Regions from separate parts of the Mus musculus genome. Here region 1 is linked to region 2. A link is a contact called in public promoter capture Hi-C data. All regions are on one chromosome and are shown on one strand. The core of a region is the stretch at or near the end of the contact, and the rest is flanking DNA. Distances in the headings are between cores, read along the strand shown. Region 1 holds the start of Rec8 (REC8 meiotic recombination protein). Region 2 holds the start of Nfatc4 (nuclear factor of activated T cells, cytoplasmic, calcineurin dependent 4).

What was found. Capture Hi-C pulls out chosen DNA fragments and counts their contacts.
Region 1: a promoter capture Hi-C map of adipose tissue shows a contact between it and region 2. The contact joins the promoter of Rec8 here to the promoter of Nfatc4 in region 2. A contact is called at or near these places in 4 of 39 promoter capture datasets (cranial neural crest, embryonic stem cells, liver and 1 more), 3 of 115 datasets of contacts at active chromatin or transcription factors (embryonic stem cells and pancreatic cancer cells) and 3 of 9 other capture datasets (adipose tissue, liver and pancreatic islet).

The regions. Positions count from the first base shown.
Region 1 is chr14:55,612,289-55,619,764 of GRCm38.p6, forward strand. Rec8 (REC8 meiotic recombination protein) reads left to right here and starts at 5,878. Exons shown (of 20, transcript NM_020002.3): 1 at 5,878-6,065; 2 at 6,258-6,370; 3 at 6,454-6,522; 4 at 6,610-6,752; 5 at 6,833-6,908; 6 at 7,292-7,412. The coding sequence starts at 6,315.
Region 2 is chr14:55,823,003-55,830,675 of GRCm38.p6, forward strand. It overlaps Nfatc4 (nuclear factor of activated T cells, cytoplasmic, calcineurin dependent 4), which reads left to right and starts at 1,793. Exons shown (of 10, transcript NM_023699.3): 1 at 1,793-2,134; 2 at 3,156-4,251; 3 at 5,601-5,763; 4 at 6,363-6,562; 5 at 6,892-7,064; 6 at 7,454-7,594. The coding sequence starts at 2,035. It overlaps Gm41159 (a long non-coding RNA gene), which reads right to left and starts at 587. Exons shown (of 3, transcript XR_874646.3): 1 at 196-587.

The DNA of each region.
Region 1 (7,476 bases), core at 4,628-7,127, 210 kb before region 2:
CCTGTCTGTTCTTCCAAAGGTCCTGAGTTCAATTCCCAGCAAACTCAGGGTTGCTCACACCCATCTAGACTGGGATCTGGTGTCCTCTTCTGGTGTGCAGGTCCACATGCAGATAGGGCACCCACACATAAAATAAATAAATGTAAAACAAAATTGTCAGCCTGGAGCACTGAGGATGAAGAAGAGGGTCTGTAACTGGGTATGTGATAAGTAAGCTAAAGGCTTTAAGCCAGTGACAGCAGGACAGCTGCTCCTCCCCAAAGCCCTTGAGGACTATGTGTAAAGCACTTACGCAGTTGATTCTATGGCAGCTAATTCTGACATCCAGGAAGATAAGATTTCATCTAACAAGCTTCTACCTAGGAGACCACCTTAGACCACTCCAAAGACAAGGAGCTAAGGATGGGTAACCAAGAAGGTTGGAGCTGTTATCTTTGTGGCTGTGATAGAGGTAACACCAGGCCATGGCAAAGGTACAAGCTGATCCTGTAGGTGTGAGATCAGAGACACAAGGACGGAGGGTAGTAAGACTAGCCAAATGACAAATGGCTGCAGCAGTCAAGGTCAGCAAGAAACCATGTACATACAGGTCAGGGACCAGGAGCAGGACTCCGACGACTCCTACCTGGATGGGCAACCCAGTATTATCTTTCTGATTAGCCAAGCAGACATGCACAGAGGATGTTTGTTATCCACTGGCCAACCCAGTGATGTCTACCCCAGAGAGCTAACCACTCTCAAGCAATTACCTCATCTTTTATCCAGTTTCTGTTTCAGCCCTATAAAAATCCCAGACAAGGAAATTCAGTGGCTTTTTCTTCCCCTAGAGCCCCTACCCACTCTTGGGAGTCTCTCGCTTTTCCTCAATTTCTTTCTTTGGTTTTGAATTTTACTATATGTATGGGAGTTATTGCCTGCATGTGTCTGTGTACCACATGAGTGCCCGGGACCCGTGGAGTCGAGAGGACATCAGATCATTTAGAACTGGAATTACAGATAGTTGTTTGTGAGCTGCCACGTGTGTCCTCTAGAAGAGCAATGTGTGCTCTTAGCCTCCTATCCATCTCCATTTTTCTGTAACCTTAATAAAGCTTGCTTCTGCTTTGCCTTCTCCCACAAGAGTCTGCCACGAGTATCTGACACCTTAGGAGCGTGAGCCAAGAATAAACTAGGCCAAGAAAGATCCTGTTGTTCTCGAAACACTTGACCAGTTCCACTCACTACGAACACACTGAAGTCATCATTATCTCAAATCTCTTTCTGGTTCTTTTCCAATTGTCTGTTCTCACGCTTGCCTGCCTTCAGCCTGTACTCAACACAGTGAACAGAGACTCTCTTAACATTCCTGTGCTCATGTCACTCCTGTGTTCAAAGTCCACCTTGACTCCCAACTCCCTCAAGGTAACAGCCAAGATCCTGAAAATGACCCCCAACGTTATCTAGCCCCCATCCTCCTTCCCAACCCCACCTTCGCCTTTCTTGTTCATACTGCTTGGCTCTAGGCTCCTGGACCCCACTAAACGTTGCTACCTCAGAATCTCATTTGTTTGTGCTTTTGCCTATAATACTGTTCTTTGTTGACTGGAGGCACATGCCTTTAATCCCAACACTGGAGACAGAGGCAGGTGAATCTCTGTGAGTTCAAGGCCAGCCTGATCTGCAAAGTTAATTCCAGGCTAGCCAGGGATTTTTGTCTCAAAAATCCAAATAATAATGATAATATAATCTTCCTGTATGCAGTCACATGATCTGTCTTTTCTTTACAAAATCCCACCTCTTTAGAGTTCCCCTGAATATCCCACATTGTCACCCACATCTTCTCATGATCCTTCTCCTGTTCCCCATTGAACCTTATTTTTTCTTTTTAATTTCTATTATTTTTAATTTGTGTGTATGTGGGTGTATGTGTGTGCGTGTGTGTGTATGTGGGTGTATGTGGGTGCATGTGTGTGTATGTGTGTGTGTGTGTATGTGGGTGTATGTGTATGCATGTGTGTGTCTGTGTGTGTCTGTGTGCTGATATGAGCAAAGGCGTTAGGGTCCCCTTGAGCTGGAGTTCCAGATGGCTGATGGCTATGACCTGCTTGATGTGGGGACTGAGAATCAAACCTGGAGTCTCTGGAAGAGTGAATGTGTTTTTTGTTGGTGGTGGTTTTATTTTTTAAAGACTTACTTATTATATATATATATATATATATATATATATATATATATATATATATATATATATATATGAGTACACTGTCAGACACACCAGAAGAGGGCATCGGGTCCCATTACAGATGGTTGTGAGCCACCATGTGGTTGCTGGGCATTGAACTCAGAAGAGCAGGCAGTGCTCTTAACCGTTGAGCCACCTCTCCACACACACTAAAGTTACAACTATACAGTGTTGTCATTTCACACACTTGTATTTTCTTATCTCTTCTCCCCACGCCCTGAGAAGAGGGAACAGGGTGTTCTTTGTATATCCCCACCGGCTTAGAGGCACATTGTAAGAGCTTGTTGAACTGAATGGATGTAGCCACCAAAAGTTCAGTGGCTGAAAGTAACTTGCCATGTGTAGAAACCAGTGTAGCCAAGCCCAGTAAGATAGGGCCTGGGAACATTAGAATTCAACACAGCAAAAGTCCGAGTCAGGCTTTCAGGAGCTGTGTGGTCCACAAGAGATAGTATGAGTTCTGCTTTGCCCCAGCTATCAGGATGGGGCTCGGGAGTCAGGTGGTGGCCCATATATTTGATCTCAGTGCTTGACAGAAGCAGGCAGATCTCTGTGAGTTCGAGGCCGGCCTGGTCTACAGAGCAAGTTCAAAGACAGCCAGGGCTACACAGAGAAACTGTCTCAAAAATTTTTAAAAAACAAAGAAAGAAAGAAAGAAAGAAAGAAAGAAAGAAAGAAAGAAAGAAAGAAAGAAAGAAAGAAAGAAGGAAGGAAGGAAGGAAGGAAGGAAGGAAGGAAGGGAAGGAAAGAAGGAAGGAAAGAAGGAAGGAAAGAAGGAGGGAAGGAAGGAAGGAAGGAAGGAAGGAAGGAAGGAAGGAAGGAAGGAAGGAAGGAGAAAAAAAGAAAAAGGAAAAAAAAAGCTAGGCTTTAGGCCAGGTTCCTCAAACCCTGTGGTGTTATGTTTAAGTGTATGTGTATGCATGCATGTGTGTGTGTGAATTCGTGTGTGTGTGTGTGTGTGTGCGTGCATGCACACCTGTGTATATTTTGTGTTCCACATTCATGCAAGATCCTGAGGAAGTCAGAAAAGAGCATCAGATTCCCAGCAGCTAGAGTTACAGATGGTGGTGAGAAGCCTCGGAGAAAGCAAATCTGGATCCTCGGCAAATCTGCTCCTGACAACTGAGCCGCCTCTCTGCCTGTGTTTTGGTTTTGTTTCCTTGAGACAGAGTCTCACTATATAGCTCTGGCTGTCCTGGAACTAACTAGGTAGACAAGGCTGGCCTTGAACTCACAGAGATCTATTTGCCTCCCTAACTGCTGGGATTAAAGAGCATGTCACCACACCCTGCTTGCTGTGTTTGTTTGTTTTATTTTTTTTTGAGACAAGGGCTCAACTAGCCCAAGCTGAAATCGCTATCCAGCCCAGGCTGGCCCTGAACTCTGGCAGTTTTCCTGCCTCAGTCTCCCTCTCAGTGCTGGGGTTATATGTATGAGTCACTATACTCAGCCTCTCAATCACTTTTGGCCATAGCCATGTATGCTGTAAATATAAGGCAACTAAATGTGACAAATACTGTACTTAACTTAGCTAGAAGCCAGACGTTCTGGAAAAATTCCACCCTCCTCTACTCTGAGCTCCAGACTGAAGGGTCAAAGGTCAGATCAGTTGCCACAGAACTAAGTCTTTTGTTTTGTTTTTGGTTTTTTTTGAGACAGGGTTTCTCTGTGTAGCCCTGGCTGTCCTGGAACTCACGCTGTAGACCAGAGCCTTGAACTCAGAAATACACTTGCCTCTGCCTCCCAAGTGCTAGGATTAAAGGCATGCACCACCAATGCCTGGCCAGAACTAAGTCTTAACATCAGAGCCTAAGTGAGGCATGGTGGTGCATGCTTTTAGTCCCGGAACTCAAGAGGCAGAGGCAAGTAAATCGCTAAATTTGGGGCCAACCTGGTCTACAGAGCAAGTTTCAGGACATCCAGGGCTACACAGAGAAACCCTGTCTCAAAAAAACAAAAACAAATAAAAAAAAACAAGCAAAAAAAAAAAAAAAAAAAGAATGAAAGAAAGGAAAGATTAAGAGAAAAAGAATATGTGCTTTCTTTGAATTCTTAGGTTTTTGAGCTAGTCCTCAGGATAGCCCAGGCTGCTGTGCAACTCTGAAGAGAAGAAGGCTGTCCTTCAACTCCTGTCCTTCCTCCCAAGTACTGAGGTTACAGGGCTGCACACACCTTTATTTTTTTGTTTTGTTCTTGGCTTTGTTTGCTTGGTTTTGAAACAGGGTCTCACTATACAGTTCTGGCTAGCCTGAAACTCACTGTGTAGACCATCATGGCCTCAGACTCACAGGATTCGTGGGACTCTGGCTTCAGAGTGCTTGGATCAAAGGCTGGTTTTTGTTGTTGTCGTTTCCCTTTCTTGCAGTACTGAGCTGAGCTCAGGGCCTTGTGTGTGTATGTGTGTACATATGTATATATGTGAATATGCATATGTGTATATATGTATATACACATATATGCCAGTCAGGCTTTCTACGACTGAGCTACATTTCCACATCTCCAGCCCAGTTTTTACTTTTTACTTTTTACTTTTTTTTTTTTTTTTTTTTTGAGACAGGATTTCATTATCTCTCCCTAACTGGTCTGTAGACCAGGCCAGTCTCAAACTCTTAAGAGATCCTCCTGTTGCTGAGATAAAAGTATTATGCCCAGCTCATGAGACCCCTGCTTCCCCAAGAGACCACCAGGGCCCCCAATTCTGATGCAAATACTTGTGAGAGTCTTTATTCAAGCTCGAGCTTGGGCTACAAACCTTCCTGATGGAACAGGAAGGAGAGTGACCCCAGCTCTAGGTGAAGGGGTTTATAAAGGAAAAAAACCTGCAAGCAGGGGTTTCTTAGCCCTGGCATTACATGAAAGGGTAAAGGAATGTTGGCCTCTCAATGCTGGGGGGCATATCGCTTCAAGGACAGCAGGCAGTAGCTTTTTCCAAGTACAGCAGCTTATAGTAGAGTTTATTCTGCTACCTCAGTCCCTTCAAGAGGTGTGCACACCACTCTTGGCCTGTTTTGTTTTTTGCTTAGAGCTAGTGTTCAAATTGTCTAGGCTGGCTTTGAACCTGCCTCCCTTCCAAGTAGCAGCTGAGATTATAGGAGTTTGTAGTTACAGCTCCCTTGGCTGTTTTCTTTCTTGTTGAATAAAAGGCCACCTCACACAGTTTCTTGCACTTAGCACAGCACAGACCCTTACTGGGCACAAAATCGGGTTGGTGAAATTTAGGAGTAAGGACAGGTCCTATGCTCAGGCAAGGTACCTTCTCTTACATCTCTGTATCATAAACAGCACCAAGGCATCTGCCCTTCACATGACCCCGGCTCCTAAAAGATACTTTGTCAGCTGTCGCCAGGGAGAGAGACTGGATTTTCTCTCCGTTTATTGGTCAGCTTTGCACCTTGGCGAAGTCCTTGTTACTACCCGAGAACGAGAGGCCATTGGCCAGAACACCTCACAATGCCTTGGTAGCGCTCAGAATTCTCGTGATTGGCTGGCGACTATTCTCCAAGAGCCTATGGCCTGGAACTGAGTTCTGCTGCCTGGCTCCAGGAGTCTTTGAGTTTCTTCTGGCGCGGCTTCTCATTGGCTGTCGGTGGTACAAAGCCTTGGAGAGTGTGCACCTGATCCCGCTGGAGGGCGACAGGACCTAGAGCAAGGTCCAGAAGCTCAACGACGACGACTACGGCGGCGGCGGCGGTGGTGGTGGTGGTGGTGGTGGTGGTGGCGGGCAGCAGAGTCGAAGAAGGCCTCTTGACCAGAAGAGGACTCAGTCTTCTTTGAAGATCTGTTCTGTGTCTCTGCCCGGGTTTTTCTTGGAGCTCCGCATCTCTGCCTGGACAGAATCCTGATGGTATGGTGCGCGTTGTGCAGACCTTTTTAGGAATGGCCAAAGGAGGGATGCTTAGCTCCTGTGTCTTTGGTTACCTCCTAATTCAGTTGTATAGTCAGTCGTTTTACTAATTGGGCTTTTTGCATCCATATCTACCACACCCCCGTCCAAATTCCTACTCTTCAATGGTGCTGGAAATCTCGTATTCTCAAGAATTCGGATTGAGATCCAAACGGGATTGGTGCAGGGAAGGTGAACCCAGGAGCAAAGATGTTCTACTATCCTAACGTGCTTCAGCGCCACACAGGCTGCTTCGCCACCATCTGGTGAGCACAGGGCTGATGGCTATGCCAGGAGCCAGGTAGTGGGATCTCCCCTTGACAAGCCGTTCCTGCCCCCACCCCTCCAGGCTGGCAGCAACCCGAGGCAGCCGTTTGGTGAAGCGTGAATACCTAAATGTGAATGTGGTAAAGACCTGGTAAGATCCAGAAAAGAGGGAGGAATCGCTGGTGTGGGGCTTCTGGTTTTTGGGTGTTGCATTGATCAGGGCTTCTTGTTCTCCCAGCGAGGAAATCCTCAATTATGTGCTGGTAAGAGTGCAACCTCCGGTGGCCGGGCTGCCCCGCCCCCGCTTCTCCCTCTATCTCTCCGCCCAGCTTCAGATTGGTGTGATAAGGGTCTACTTTCAACAGTGCCAGTACCTTGTGGGTAAGGCTAGAGACTCCAGAGGTGGGCTAGAGCTGAAGGAGCCATGACTAGGTTGTTTATTTTACCGTTTTCACCCACAGAAGACATCCAGCATATCCTGGAGCACCTACATCGTGCCCAGCTGCGGATTCGCATTGATATGGAGGAGGCTGACCTGTGAGGCCCTGGGACTGAAACCATCCATACCAAGCTGCTTGGCCTCGTGCATTGTGTGTGTGTGTGTGTGTGTGTGTGTGTGTGTGTGTGTGTGTGTGTGAGAGAGAGAGAGAGAGAGAGAGAGAGAGAGAGAGAGAGAGAGAGAGGAGAGAGAGAGAGAGAGAGAGAGAGTAGGGGTAGAGGATCGGGAAGGGGGTAGGGAGAGAGGGCACTGTATGCATGTGGAGGTCAGAGAACAGCCAATAAAGTGGGCTCTCTTCCTTATGCTAGTTCAAATTCAGGGATGAAATTAGGGACTGTGGGGTTTGGTGGCATCACCTTTACCAGCCGAGCCATCCCACTCACCCTCAGTCTCTCTCCTTTACATCCCTGTTCTCGCCCAGACCTAGCTTGCTTCTTCCCAACTGCCTGGCCATGATGGAGACGCTGGAAGATGCCCCAGAACCCTTTTTTGGGAAGATGTCTGTGGATCCTAGACTTCCCAGTCCTTTTGATATTCCTCAGGTAGGGTTCACTCCCTTAGGACCCCTCAGAAATCACGAGATAACAGCGTAGGAGGAGGAGTTAG
Region 2 (7,673 bases), core at 543-3,042:
AAAACAAAGCGGGGTGGGTGGGGAGGTGGTTTGCTGGGCAGAGGCTGAGCCAGACATATGGAGAAACACTGCCCAGGATCAAAGGAAATATGACATTTGAAAAGAATGTGCGCGTCTGCTTGTGCCGCTGAGCGGGGGGTATGAGGGAGCAGGGCCCCGGCCGAGTTTCCGGGTCTGTTCTCCTTGGATTCCCACCTCTGCCCACCCTTCTCTTAGGTGCAGGGTGGTAGATGTTCTCGAGGTGTTCCTCGCGCCCCCTAACCGTGAGTTCCTCCAGTTCGGAGGTGAAGCAAGACGGGAATGTAACCTGAGAAGAACCCAAGGGGAGAGAGGGGGGCGGGGAGGGGGGAATCAAACCAGGCCCTCTCCCGGCTCGGCCTCGGAACATTCTTCTCTCCCGCCCGCCAAGCTTCTCCTCCCTGCCCCTCCCGCCTCGCGGCCCTGGGCTTGCAGCCGGGGCAGCGCCGCACGTCACTGGGGTCCCCGGGGGCTGGGGGGGTCCCCAGGACTGGCTCGAGGGAGGACTGAGGGGAGGGAGGGGCGCCGCCTCCGCCGCCAAGGAGCTGAGGCCCGCCAGGCCAGCCCCCCTTCCCTCTGCCCCGCAGAGCCTGTTTCTCATTAGAGTAATGGGCGCGGTCCCCGCCCGGCTCCCGAGTGTTTGTAAACGTCTGACCAGAGGGCCGGCGCTTAACCCTTTAGGTGCTGGACTGGGGTTTGCTGTTGGGGGACGCGGGTCGGAGCCTGAGAGATTTAGAGACTGGAGATTTGCCAGGTTTATTAGGGAAGTTTGGAGCATGTGGTAAGCATGCAAGGAGAATGGTGACTGCTCCCCTGTCTTGCAGCGCCTCCAGTCCGAATCAAGAATCTCCCGTTCTATTCTTTCTCTTCCAAATGGGACCTCTTTATGCTCGCCCTTCCTAGAAACTCCTGACCGGGTCTTCCTTCCCTGCCCAGGTGACAGGTGTCCAGCCGGTGGGCCTAAGTTTTTAGCTTCTGGCCTTTTCTAAACCCGGCCAGGAATTTAGGATGGCCGGGAGCAGAACGTCTTGGGATCAGCGAGCCCAGAGATCTGCAGCTTTTGGGACGAAGGAGCCGACTATCTCCTCCAAGGCTAATTAATGGCCTATCTAGGTGGCTGGGACAAGGGTATCAGCAAAGCCTGGCCTGGATCTACGCCCAGCGGGCTATGGGCCTTCAAAGGCTTCCTGGGGTTCGAAAGTTCTGAGAGGCTTCTGGGACAGCTAGAAGTTCTTCATCTTAAGGGAATGGTGGGGGGTGGCTTGTGGAGGTGGTGGCTAAGAACTGCAAAGGCTCCTTGGAGGTCCAGGTAGAGTGGTCTCAGCGAGGGTGGAGGAATGGCCTCCTCTACAGAGCAGCTCAGAGCCTCTCTCAATCCCAGATCTCTCTTCAACTCAAGATTTGGATGGAAAGGACAGTGAGGTGCCCTTTCTTGGGAGATTTTGGCTATCCTGCTCTTCAGAATGTACCGTGGGCCTGCTACAATGGGGGACGGGTGACAAAAATATGGCCTCTTTAAGGCGAGGGGACCCGGACCTCCCCACCCCCTACGCTGGGACTAAATAGGCTGAGGTTTGGGCTTTCGGTGGGAAATGATTGTCACAACTGTGGGCCAATAGGTACCATTAGGGTTCTATAACGTTTGAAGGGACCATTTTCCAATTCAGTTTTTTCTCCCTCTTTGGAGGGGGTGGGACTGGAGAGATGACCGGGGGCGGGGGGGGGGGGAACTAGGGGCGCGTGGTTTTCCCATCTCATCCATGGAGGAGGGGCCGGTGCATCCCGGGTAACCAATCAGAGACAGGCTGGGGGGGGGCCGCTTTGAAGAAGTTTGGGAGAAAAAAGTTTGGAAAAGTTTCTATAATAACGAGGGGGCGTCCGGAGGGAGGCGGCAGCGACAGAAGAGGGGGCGTCTCAGAGAAAGGGAGGGAGGGAGCTACCCTCGCGTGAAGCTACAGCAGCGTCCAGAGCTTCCCCCTCCCACCCAGGCGGGACCTGGGGGCTCCGGCCGGATCCATGGGGGCCGCAAGCTGCGAGGATGAGGAGCTGGAATTTAAGCTGGTGTTCGGAGAGGAAAAGGAGCCCCCCCCGCTGGGCCCTGGGGGTCCTGGGGAAGGTTAGTGCGGGGCTGGGTAGGGGTCTTTTGGCCAGTGACCGAAGGGCCAGGAAATCTCCAGTTTGGGAGCCTGGGGTGTGTGAGAGGGTGAGGTGGGTCAGAGGATGAAGGGAGCTGAGGGACTACCAAGGCTGTGGAAGTGAGGCTGGGGGCCACGGCATCATTTTTTTTTCCTTTTTAGGTCCTAACTGGGGTGGGAGTGGGGGTGTTGTTGGCTATGCGCCGCCTGCCGGCTAGGCCGACTGTCTCTGGGATGGGGTGCGGAAGGGAACCTTGGCCCCCAAGAGCCGGAGGTGCCGGCTTGGGAAGGGGAGGTTTGGCCCTGGAGTTAAAGGCTTTAGGACCTAGGCCTGGTTCTGCAGACGCGACGCCTGGGGCTGGGGGCTCCCTCGGGCAGCGCAGGGACACCCCTCCCCCTCCCCCTGTCTGGCCGCAATGAGAGGCAGATGGCGGGGAACGAGTCGGGGGCGGCGGCCGCCGCTTGCACGGAATCCGCGCTGCCCGCTACCCCCTCTCCCCCCCCCCCCCGTTGGCTGGGCCCCGCACGCATCACCCTTCGACTGCACCCCCGCCCCCTTTGGGGGGGGCGAGGGAGGAGTCACCTCCCCTCGTCACCACAGACATGCCCCCATCCCTCCCACCCCCAGGCCACAGTTGCGATGGTAACTGGGGTTTCTGCCAGCACCATTTGGGGGTTTGGGAACCGTCGCTAATTGGGTTCATGTGTGAGTCGCCCCCAGCCCAGCCCAGAGCCTGGGCAAGCACACCTCCAGGCCTGGCTCTAGAATTCCCCAAACCACCCCAGCCCACCTGCCCAGGACCAGAGTGTTAGAGTATGAGGTCCTGGCATGCCTGTATCTCTTTTCTGTCTTGTGATGTTCAACTTTGCTTTTGTCCGGAGACTAGGGGAACCTCTCCTAGCTAAGCATATCAGGCTTCAGGGGCTGACCATCCGAGAAACGTAGACATTTCACCAGCTTCTCTCTCTCTCTCTCCCTCTACTTCCCTTCCATTTTGACAGAGCTGGACTCAGAGGATACCCCTCCATGCTGTCGTTTGGCCCTGGGGGAACCCCTTCCTTATGGTGCTGCCCCTATTGGGATTCCCCGACCCCCACCCCCTCGGCCAGGGATGCACTCACCACCGCCCCGTCCCGCCCCTTCACCTGGCACCTGGGAGAGCCAGCCAGCTAGGTCGGTGAGGCTGGGGGGCCCAGGAGGTAATGCAGGGGGTGCTGGGGGTGGTCGTGTTCTTGAGTGTCCCAGCATCCGGATTACCTCCATCTCTCCCACGCCTGACCCGCCGACCTCGCTAGAGGACACATCTGAAACTTGGGGGGACGGCTCTCCTAGAGATTACCCTCCACCAGAAGGCTTTGGGGGCTATCGAGAGGCTGGAGGTCAGGGCGGAGGCGCTTTCTTCAGCCCGAGCCCTGGCAGCAGCAGCCTGTCTTCGTGGAGCTTCTTCTCGGACGCCTCCGACGAGGCAGCCCTGTATGCAGCGTGCGACGAGGTGGAGTCTGAACTTAATGAAGCAGCCTCCCGTTTTGGCTTGAGCTCTCCGCTGCCCTCGCCCCGGGCTTCTCCTAGGCCATGGACCCCGGAGGATCCCTGGAGCCTATACGGTCCAAGCTCGGGAGGCCGAGCGCCAGAGGATAGCTGGCTACTCCTCAGCGCTCCTGGGCCCGTCCCAGCCTCCCCTCGGCCTGCTTCTCCCTGCGGCAAGCGGCGCTATTCCAGTTCCGGAACCCCATCTTCGGCCTCCCCAGCTTTGTCCCGCCGAGGCAGCCTTGGGGAAGAAGGTCCAGAGCCACCTCCACCACCCCCGTTGCCTCTGGTCCGGGACCCTAGTTCCCCTGGCCCTTTTGACTATGTGGGTGCTCCACCAACCGAGAGCATCCCTCAGAAAACTCGGAGGACTTCTAGCGAGCAAGCAGTGGCCCTGCCTCGGTCTGAAGAGCCTCCCTCGTGCAATGGGAAGCTACCCTCCGGTACAGAGGACTCTGTGGCTGCTCCGGGGGCTCTGCGGAAAGAGGTGGCCGGCATGGATTACCTAGCAGTGCCTTCTCCCCTTGCTTGGTCCAAGGCCCGGATTGGGGGACACAGCCCCATCTTCAGGTGAGGGCCAGATCTTGTACGCTTGAGCTCTTCAACCCATTCTAGGGGTCAAAGGCTGAGTTTAAAGACAAGTCATATAATTCCTGGTGTGCTCCATCTCTCATAAGAGCTTCTACAATAACATGGCCACAGTTAAAACCAAAAATTGGTTTTAAGTCACTTTAGTTAAAAAAAAAAAAAAAGCCAGCTGTCTTGACAGTGGGCTGAGCTGTAGATGGCTGATTCCTGTGAACCTATTAGAAAAAGCCTCTTCACCCCCACCCTTCCGTATTCTAAGAGAAACAGGCAAAATGGAGTCACTTCAGAGTTTCTTACACCTCCAGCCCTGGCCTCGCACAGGCAGGCTGATCTTAGTTAGCCACTGGCTATTTAGACAGAACAGATAGAACAAGCCGATGCTCCAGTACAAGAAACCCTCCTCTAACTGCTAATTTCTAGGTCCAGCGCTTAAGAGCATCACTTCAAATTGAAATAAAGTTACATACATTTGCAAGTCAAAGAATTTATATTGAAACTTGGCATTTCTATCCTTTTTACTCTCAAAGAATCCTGCCCATTTCAATAGTCTCAGACCTCAGGATGTCACACTGAGGTGGCTCCTTCCTTACAAGCTTCTAGAGGGAAGCTGAGTCCTCTGGGGTTCCAATAGGTCAGTTTCTCAACCTCAAAATCTGCTGTTGAGTTGGGAAATTTGTAGTGCAGGGCTGTACTGTCTAATGGTTCAGCATCCTCCTGGGTCTTTACTTACTAGCCACTAGTAGCCTTGCTCTGCATTAGTTATTGTCAAATATCAGCTGTGTGTACGCACATGTACACACACACACACACACACACACACACACACACACACACACACACACACACACAGAGGCAGTTACCAGTTGAGAGTCCAGAAAAGCAGCCCTTAGCCCTTGCAATCCTACCTACTTAACCCCAACTAGTGGGAAGGAGTTGGCCTGGTAGCAGAGTAGCCAACACTAGGTTTTTCATAGGCTCTGTCCTTAGTCTCTTCGATGCTTTTTCTGGTCTAAAGTGGCATTTCTGCGCTGTGCCTGAGCTCCCAGGTGGGAGGACCAGCATGGCCTGTGGGTTCTTCTGTTTCTTGCTAAAGCCTCCACATCCTGTGTCCAGACCTTGGGAGAAGGCAGTTTCTCAGGCTGTTGTCATCTTCCACACCCTCCTCTTCAAAGGACTCAGTTCCTTATCAATTCCCCTGTTTCTAGACTTTTAGAATTTACTTCTGTTGTGGCTCCTTATCTCTCCCGTATCTGTGCTTCCTTCTCCCTCCCAAACCCATTGCGATCCTAGTGGGTCTGAGGTTCCAGGCAACCCTGTTCTCTTCTATCCAGGACCTCTGCCCTACCTCCCCTGGACTGGCCTTTACCCAGCCAGTATGAGCAGCTGGAGCTGAGGATCGAGGTACAGCCTAGAGCACACCACCGAGCTCACTATGAGACTGAGGGCAGCCGGGGGGCTGTCAAGGCTGCTCCTGGAGGCCACCCTGTGGTCAAGGTAAGGGCAGAAGGCAGGCCCCACGTGCCTTCTCTTCTCCAGTCCCAGGTTCTTGCAAATGGCTTCCTCTGTACACAGAATCATGGCACTGCCCTTTCCCACACTCTCAGCTGTGACCCTGCAGACAGCCTAGGGGAGGGACTGGAACTGGGGGAGGAAGGGTACACAGCAAGGACCCGGATATACTTTCTACTCTTCTTTTCTGCTCTCCTTCCCCCTTCCTCCCCCCCCCCCCCTTATCCCATGGGACATCAGCCTCAAGTCTACTTTGGAAAATGGTGACTTGCCAGATGTGGGGGAGGGTTTCAGCTGAGGCCAAAGGTCACTGGGAGTTAGGTTTTCTCTATATTGAGTTGGGCTAATCTTTCTTGGAAGCTCTTCCTCCTTTGCCCAGCCCAGTTTGGGCTGTCCAAGAATAACACTGTGAACTCCAGGCCACATTTTCTCTACAACTGATGCCCCAGTTTCCCACAGGGAATCCCTTATAGGATATTCTTTATCTCTCACCATTCCTGTCCTTGGAATGAAAATCCAAGGATGGATAAAGGTTAGAAGACACTGGGGCTTTCAAATAGGTGGCCTCTGTCTCCCTTTGTCAGCTCCTAGGCTACAGTGAGAAGCCATTGACTCTGCAGATGTTCATTGGCACTGCAGATGAGAGGAGCCTGCGGCCCCATGCCTTCTACCAGGTGCACCGGATTACTGGCAAGATGGTGGCTACAGCCAGCTATGAAGCTGTAGTCAGTGGTACCAAAGTGTTGGAGATGACCTTACTCCCAGAGAACAACATGGCTGCCAAGTAAGCCCCCAGGGAACCTGAACCTCTTCCTCACCCCTAAAGTCCTGGGAATTGAACTTAGGGCTTTACACATGCTCAGCAAGGGCTCTGCCACCAAGCTACACCCCACACCTCCCGCCAGTTTCTATGCTTAATGTTTAGGAAGGTAGTTTTGAGATTGGGGAGCTTTCTGGAGAGGCCATCTCTAGATTAGAAAATAGTCCCTCTAAGCACCCCTAGCTAGACACTAGTGGCCCGAGGACTGAGGACAAGGGGACTTCCCCTCTGGAGAAATGCATCCTTGTCCCAGCTTTGGCTAAAAAGGCTTACCGCCTCTCCTTTGCCTTCAGCATTGACTGTGCTGGAATCCTGAAGCTTCGAAATTCAGACATTGAGCTACGGAAGGGTGAGACAGACATCGGGCGCAAAAACACGCGTGTGCGGCTGGTGTTCCGTGTGCACGTGCCTCAGGGCGGCGGGAAGGTCGTGTCTGTGCAGGCAGCATCAGTGCCCATCGAGTGCTGTGAGCAAAACCGGCCCTGGCCAGTTCTTTCTGTCTTGCAGCTCTTTTGTCTGTTTGCCACCTATTTCTGCTACATAGTATCCTGTGCTCTGTGTGTCCTGAGTAGCGGGATAAAGGTCTCAGCTTTTGTTCTATGATGATAAGGGAGAGGTGAAGGTGGTATTTTAGTTTGCCTCTGCTGTAGACTCTGCCTTGGGGATGCCAGATGAACCTGTACCTATCTGCTCTGTGTCTGCTTCAGGAGACTCAGGCTGTGTGGTTTCAGGTTGTTATTGGTTACCTTTTGTATTTACCATGAAAAGAGGGCTCCTCTAAGGCTGCTTGTGGTGGAGAGGGCTGTCTTTTCTCCACTCAGCCCAGCCAGGCTTCCTTCTTATATTACCTTCCAGCCCAGCGCTCGGCCCAGGAGCTGCCCCAGGTGGAGACCTACAGCCCCAGTGCCTGCTCTGTGAGAGGAGGGGAGGAGCTAGTGTTGACTGGTTCCAACTTCCTGCCAGACTCTAAAGTGGTGTTCATTGAGAGGGGTCCTGGTGAGTACCTACTGGAGAGAGGAGAGGCAGGAAGGAGAGCTAACAACCAGCGGGCGAAACTCTGACACTGTCACAAAAC